2 separate regions of the Zea mays genome follow, and region 1 is linked to region 2. Evidence: chromatin contacts called from public Hi-C data. All regions are on one chromosome and are shown on one strand. Each heading gives the region's core, a stretch centred on a gene start, on an enhancer-like site or on the middle of the called end of the contact. The rest is flanking DNA. Distances are from core to core; before and after follow the strand shown. Region 1 holds the start of LOC100283173 (RHC1A). Region 2 holds the start of LOC103654224.

Evidence for each region. Hi-C and Micro-C count contacts between places; a contact is called where the count stands out from the background.
Region 1: a Hi-C map of ear shows a contact between it and region 2, with 2.8 times the contacts expected there. The contact joins the promoter of LOC100283173 here to the promoter of LOC103654224 in region 2. A contact is called at or near these places in 6 of 25 Hi-C or Micro-C datasets (bundle sheath, ear, leaf and 3 more).

What each region holds. Positions count from the first base shown.
Region 1 is chr4:183,449,649-183,452,348 of Zm-B73-REFERENCE-NAM-5.0, reverse strand. It overlaps LOC100283173 (RHC1A), which reads left to right and starts at 1,321. Exons shown (of 2, transcript NM_001156075.2): 1 at 1,321-2,428; 2 at 2,509-2,694. The coding sequence starts at 1,399. The coding sequence ends at 2,546.
Region 2 is chr4:183,249,551-183,252,250 of Zm-B73-REFERENCE-NAM-5.0, reverse strand. It overlaps LOC103654224, which reads left to right and starts at 1,411. Exons shown (of 19, transcript XM_020552746.2): 1 at 1,411-2,700. The coding sequence starts at 1,681.

The DNA of each region.
Region 1 (2,700 bases), core at 72-2,571, 200 kb before region 2:
TCATTTGTTCAGTCAGTATACATGTTTATCGTATTTATATGATTTATATAATTCACATGCTCTATGTTCTCTTGATTCATACTGGTATGGATCAATTTGAGATCACAATTTCTATGGTTAATTATTTGTTATATGTCATCATCATAATGTTGATTTATGGAATTAAAATAATACGAAAAATGCCTATAATTCTAACACCTATTTCATAATTTTTTGTCAAAAAACTATAGGGCAACATCCCAAGTGACTCAAATATACTACACCATAGTGGGTTGCCCTATAATCTAGATTTGGGGTTTTACTGTTGGAGCGAGGTGTTTTGTTGGTAACCTAAATTCTATAAAATATACTTATTTTCAAATTATATGGCATTTTTATAGGTCATATTGTTGGAGATGCTCTAAGGGAAAAAAGGTTAATTGCAACTTCGCACAAGGCAGAAGAGACACACATCAAGCGTTGCTTTCGGAGGCGTGCGGGTTGCAGCAAAGAGACCGTATCTTGTGCGCAAGGAGCGCTGGTGCTCCCATGAGCAAAATCAATCCAGACCACACCTTCCACATCCAACGGTGCTGCATCAGGGGGTTTTATAAAATGTTCTTTGCAACTCTGTACATTTTACAAAAACCTCCCTAACACAGCACCGTTGGATGTGGAGGGTGTGATCTGGATTGATTTTGCTCATGGGAGCAGCAGGGCTCCTTGCTCATAAGATACGGTGTCTGCAGCAAAGCCCTAACTTGCTTACTCCTTCGGTTGTACCAATTATTATTTATGACAACGACACCGTTTCTAAAATATAACTTTAGTTAATATATTTTTAATATGAATAAATTATTAATACATTTATAATTTTAGAATTACTTTTAAGACAAATTGGTATAGTATATATAAATACTAGGTTTTAAAACTAAATAACAAATAGTTATTTATAGTTAAAATTTTATAAATTTAATTTAAACTTTGTCTAAAACGAATACTGGAGGGGTACCTGAGGAGTCCATAAACCCAAAAAAAATCACCGAAAATGCTAGGTCGTAAAACTCCTGCTCGGGCCAGGCCCATCGCTTGTTCTTGGTTCTTCGTGCCTTTCCCTCCAAGAATTGAACCCACAGCAGCCCCCGTCCGCCGTTACTTCCTGCTTCGCGCCACTTACCCGCCTGGCCGGCTGGCCGACTCCACCACCTCCTGCCCGGCAAGCAACACGCGCTTTGGCGCCACGCACAAGTCACCGTCGCCGAACACAGCACGCCCCCTGCAAACTCACCTCATCTCACACCTCGCCGCAGAATCGCTTTCTTCCTCCCGCAAAGCCATCCTTTCCCACCCGTGCGTCAATTTCCGCGTCCCAAACGATCAAACCCTCATTTGCTTTAAAACCAGCGTCGTCTCAATCTCATGCAAAATTCCGAAGGCGGTCTTCCGAGAGCAACAGCTGCTCAGGCAGGCAGGCAGGCAGGCACCAACAGCCAACCCGACGCAAGGAACCAATTAACCACCGTCCCGCTGATGTCGTCGGCGACGCCAGCGCCCGCGCGCCACCGGACGTGCCGCACGTACTGGTGCTACCAGTGCGGCCGCGCGCTCCGCATCATCTCCTGCCCGTCCACCGACGTCTTCTGCCCGCGCTGCTTCGGCCGCTTCCTCCACGAGGTCGACCCGCCGACGGCGCGCCACGGGTTCCCGCCGGCGCACTTCCTTCCGCACCCGTTCCACCCGCAGCACCAGTACGCCGGCCGCCCGCGCCGCTGGGTCATATACGGCGAGGAGCCGACGACGGTACCAGGCCGTGCGTTCCGCCAGCCTGCGCCGGCACAGGGACCTGCCACGCCTCCTGCTCCTGCACCGGCGCTGGTTCGACGACGGCGCGTGCCTTCCCCGCCGCCGGCGCCGGTGCCGCGGCGGCCGTCCACGCCCCCGGCCATCGACCCCGGGGACTACTTCATGGGGCCGAACCTGAACAGCCTCATCGAGGAGCTCACGCAGAACGACAGGCCGGGGCCGGCGCCGGCGCCACCGTCGGCAATCGACTCGCTCCCGACGGTGCGGGTCGCCGGGGCGCACCTGTCGGACGGCTCGCAGTGCCCCGTGTGCAAGGAGGACTTCGAGCTCGGGGAGGCCGCGCGGCAGCTGCCGTGCAAGCACGTCTACCACTCCGATTGCATCGTGCCGTGGCTCCGCCTGCACAACTCCTGCCCGGTCTGCCGATACCAGCTACCTAGAGCCGGGTCCAACGGCAGCAGTCAGGCCGCACCTCGCGGCGGAAGCAACGGCAGCAACAACAGGAACAGGGAGATGGAGAGAGAGCCCCTGACGATGGTGCAATGGGGGCCATTCTCCTGGCCGTTTCCACCGCGCGGGATGGACGACCCCGGCGACGCGTGGGAGCACGGGCAGCGCGGCAGGCACGACGCGGCGGACGCCGGCGGTAATGACATGACGGCCCTCCAGTCCTTTGTTCTTGTGGCAACCTGCGTTTTCTTTTCTCATCTCTCATATTTCTTTCAGCATTCTACGCTTGGTGGCGCTCTCTGTTTTTCATATAGATGTTCTCGTGGAGTCTTTATCGCATCCAAAGATGTATGCCTCCTACCCTTAAGTGATCCGCATCCAAAGATGTACGCCTCCTCCAGATTCAGAATGCCGACGTGCTAGCAACCTAACAGCGAACTACAGGTAACTATGGCGCCGTTCTCTCAG
Region 2 (2,700 bases), core at 162-2,661:
GCCGAGCTCGCCGGGGCCGAGGCGGGCGCGCCCATGGCGCGGGGGCGGGGGACGCCGGCGGGAGGGAAGGAGGAGGGAGGGGAGGAGAGGAGGGAGGGGGGAGGGAGAAACCTCACCGGAGAGGGAGGCCGGCGCGGCGGCGGCGTGGGGGCAGGACGGGGGCGACGACGACTAGGGTTAGGGTGAGAGAGAGAGAGAGGGGGGATGACGAGCGGGGCCCGCGGGGAGGGGATTTTTGGAAAAAAGAAAAGGGGAGGGGGCGGTTGGGCCGGTTGGGGGTGGGGGGGCGCGGCTGGGCCGCCAGGCGGCCCACGGTGGGAAGGAAAGGGGGAGGGGCGGCTGGGCCACCGCGAGGCCCACGCGGGGGGAAGGGGGGGGGGGGGCGGTTGGGCCGAAAATGGGGAAGGAGGGGGAAGAGGAGAAGGAAAAGGTTTTCTTTTTCTAAAATCTATTTTCCTCTAGATGAATGCATTCACATTTTTAAACAATCAAAAGGTATGCATGGTTCGGCATGGTGCATCACACAAAATAAAATATTTTAGGGTTTTGCTTTACATGGGACCTCAAGCCGAATCCTGCTATACTTTGGAAAAGATCAAAGTTTAGCGAGGGGAAAAGGGAAAAGGAAAGGGTAACGCCTGAATTTGGTGAGGGAAAAGAAGAAAAAAAATTCTACCCCTAAATTCAGGGCGTTACAATATGCCATCCCTGCAAACATACAACAGAGATTTATCGATATCGCTAAAAAAGTAGCTGATTAGTGTACAGTTGTCGACACATTTGTCTGTAATTAAAAATTCTAAATTAACTTTTTAGAAATAATTTGTGTGATATTGTTAATGTTTTTCACACATATTTTGCATATTATAGTGATGCTTGTCGTTCCGTATCAATGTTTCATACAAATCTTTTACTTCTGTCGCAACGCACAGACACATATCTATAACAATATAACACATATGTACATAAGTTTTCATGTTATTATACGGTTCCGTTGCAACGCACGGGCACTCACCTAGTGCTAAAAAATGTTTGGACTCAAGAAGTGGATACATGATTACAACCATGATATGTGTGAAATGATCTTACACAGTATCCGACAAAATTTCTGTTATCGACAATATCCATGTTCGACTAGTTCCGTATTCGAGACACGACTATCCATATTTGAATTTGTTTGAATTCGAAAACATTCGTATTCTTATACAAATCTATCCGTATTCAAATTCGAAACCGAATAAAAATATAGAAACAAATATGGTTTGAGTGCATACACCGTCCCTCCGCCCACTGCATCCGAGAGGCAGCCGGATCTTCTACTGGCCAGTTACTGACGTGCGGGTCCGATTAGCGCCTGGCCCCACACGGCAGTGGTCGGAAGTTAACGCAGAGTAGCTGCTTCCATCCGACAGACCGACCGAGACCCACACCCACGCTCCGCCCACTGCATCCGACTATCCGAGAGACCGACACCCACACCCACGCGAAAAACTCGGGCCGGGAAAAATTCGCCAGGAAAGAGAACGCTCGGAAGGGAAACACAAGCTCGGGCTCGAGACGAAACCCTAACCCTAGCTCGGCCCGTCTCTCCGCCGTCCCTTATCGCCGGAGGTCTCCCCCTGCGACGCAGCCTCCGCGGGGGGCTCCGGCGGCGATGTGCCCCTCCCTGTTGAGGGCGTAATGAACGGGGAAATGGCCCGCGCTGAGGCCTTGCCCCAGGAGGAGGCCCCTGGGTTCGGTGTCGACCTGTATGCGCAGGCCACCAAGGCTGTGTCCCTGCGGACGCCGTTCGAGGGCGACGAGGCGGCGCCCAGGGTTCCCACGCTGCCGGCGCGGCTCGTCAGCTGGGCAGGGCCGGGGGACGCCCGGAAGAAGCACAAGAAGATTCTGCCTCCCCCTCCGGACGATGCTGCTCCGGAGCCTCCACCACAGTCACCTGTAGCCACCCCTGCGAAGGTTGGCTTGTGGGACCAGTTTGAGGCTTATTTCCGTCCTGTAACACTGGCTGATATCGAAATGTTAAGACCAAAGCTCCCATTCGGCTACAGCAATGTCGACTCATGTATGCTAATACCATTTCTGGGGAGTGGCAAGGAATTAATAAACCAAGCTGAGACATATGACGTGGCTGTGGCTGAAACAACCTCGTATTTGGGTGTTGGTGGCGAAGAAGTGGTCAGCAACCGGGAGCGCGGAGTGCAAAGTGTGCATCTGGCTAGTCAGAAAGAGAGGAATGATCAAAGCGATGAACATGACATACATGATGTGGTTGTGCAACAGATGGTCAGTGACAAAGAGCTTAATATGCACAGAGGGGAACATGGCATACACGAAGTTTCTGTTCAGTTGGGAGGGAGATCATTTGGAGTGGATCAAGCTGGGAGCAGCAGTGGCGTTGTGCTAGCACAATGTCCCAAGGAGGAAGGAACTTCACTTAATTGGTTGCTAGGAGCAACAGGCCGGTTTGTTCTCACTTCAGAGCGGCCCAACAAGAAGAGAAAGCTTCTGGGTGTCGATGCTGGGTTAGAGCAGCTTGTTCTGCTTCCACGCGTAGGGGCTGAGGCATCTTCAAGCTGTGATGTTTGTTGTCTTGGAGAAAGTTCCATGGAGTCCAATAGGATAGTTAACTGCAGCAACTGCAAGGTGTCAGTGCACCAGAAGTGTTATGGTTTGCATGCTGTGCCTGATGGGCAATGGTTG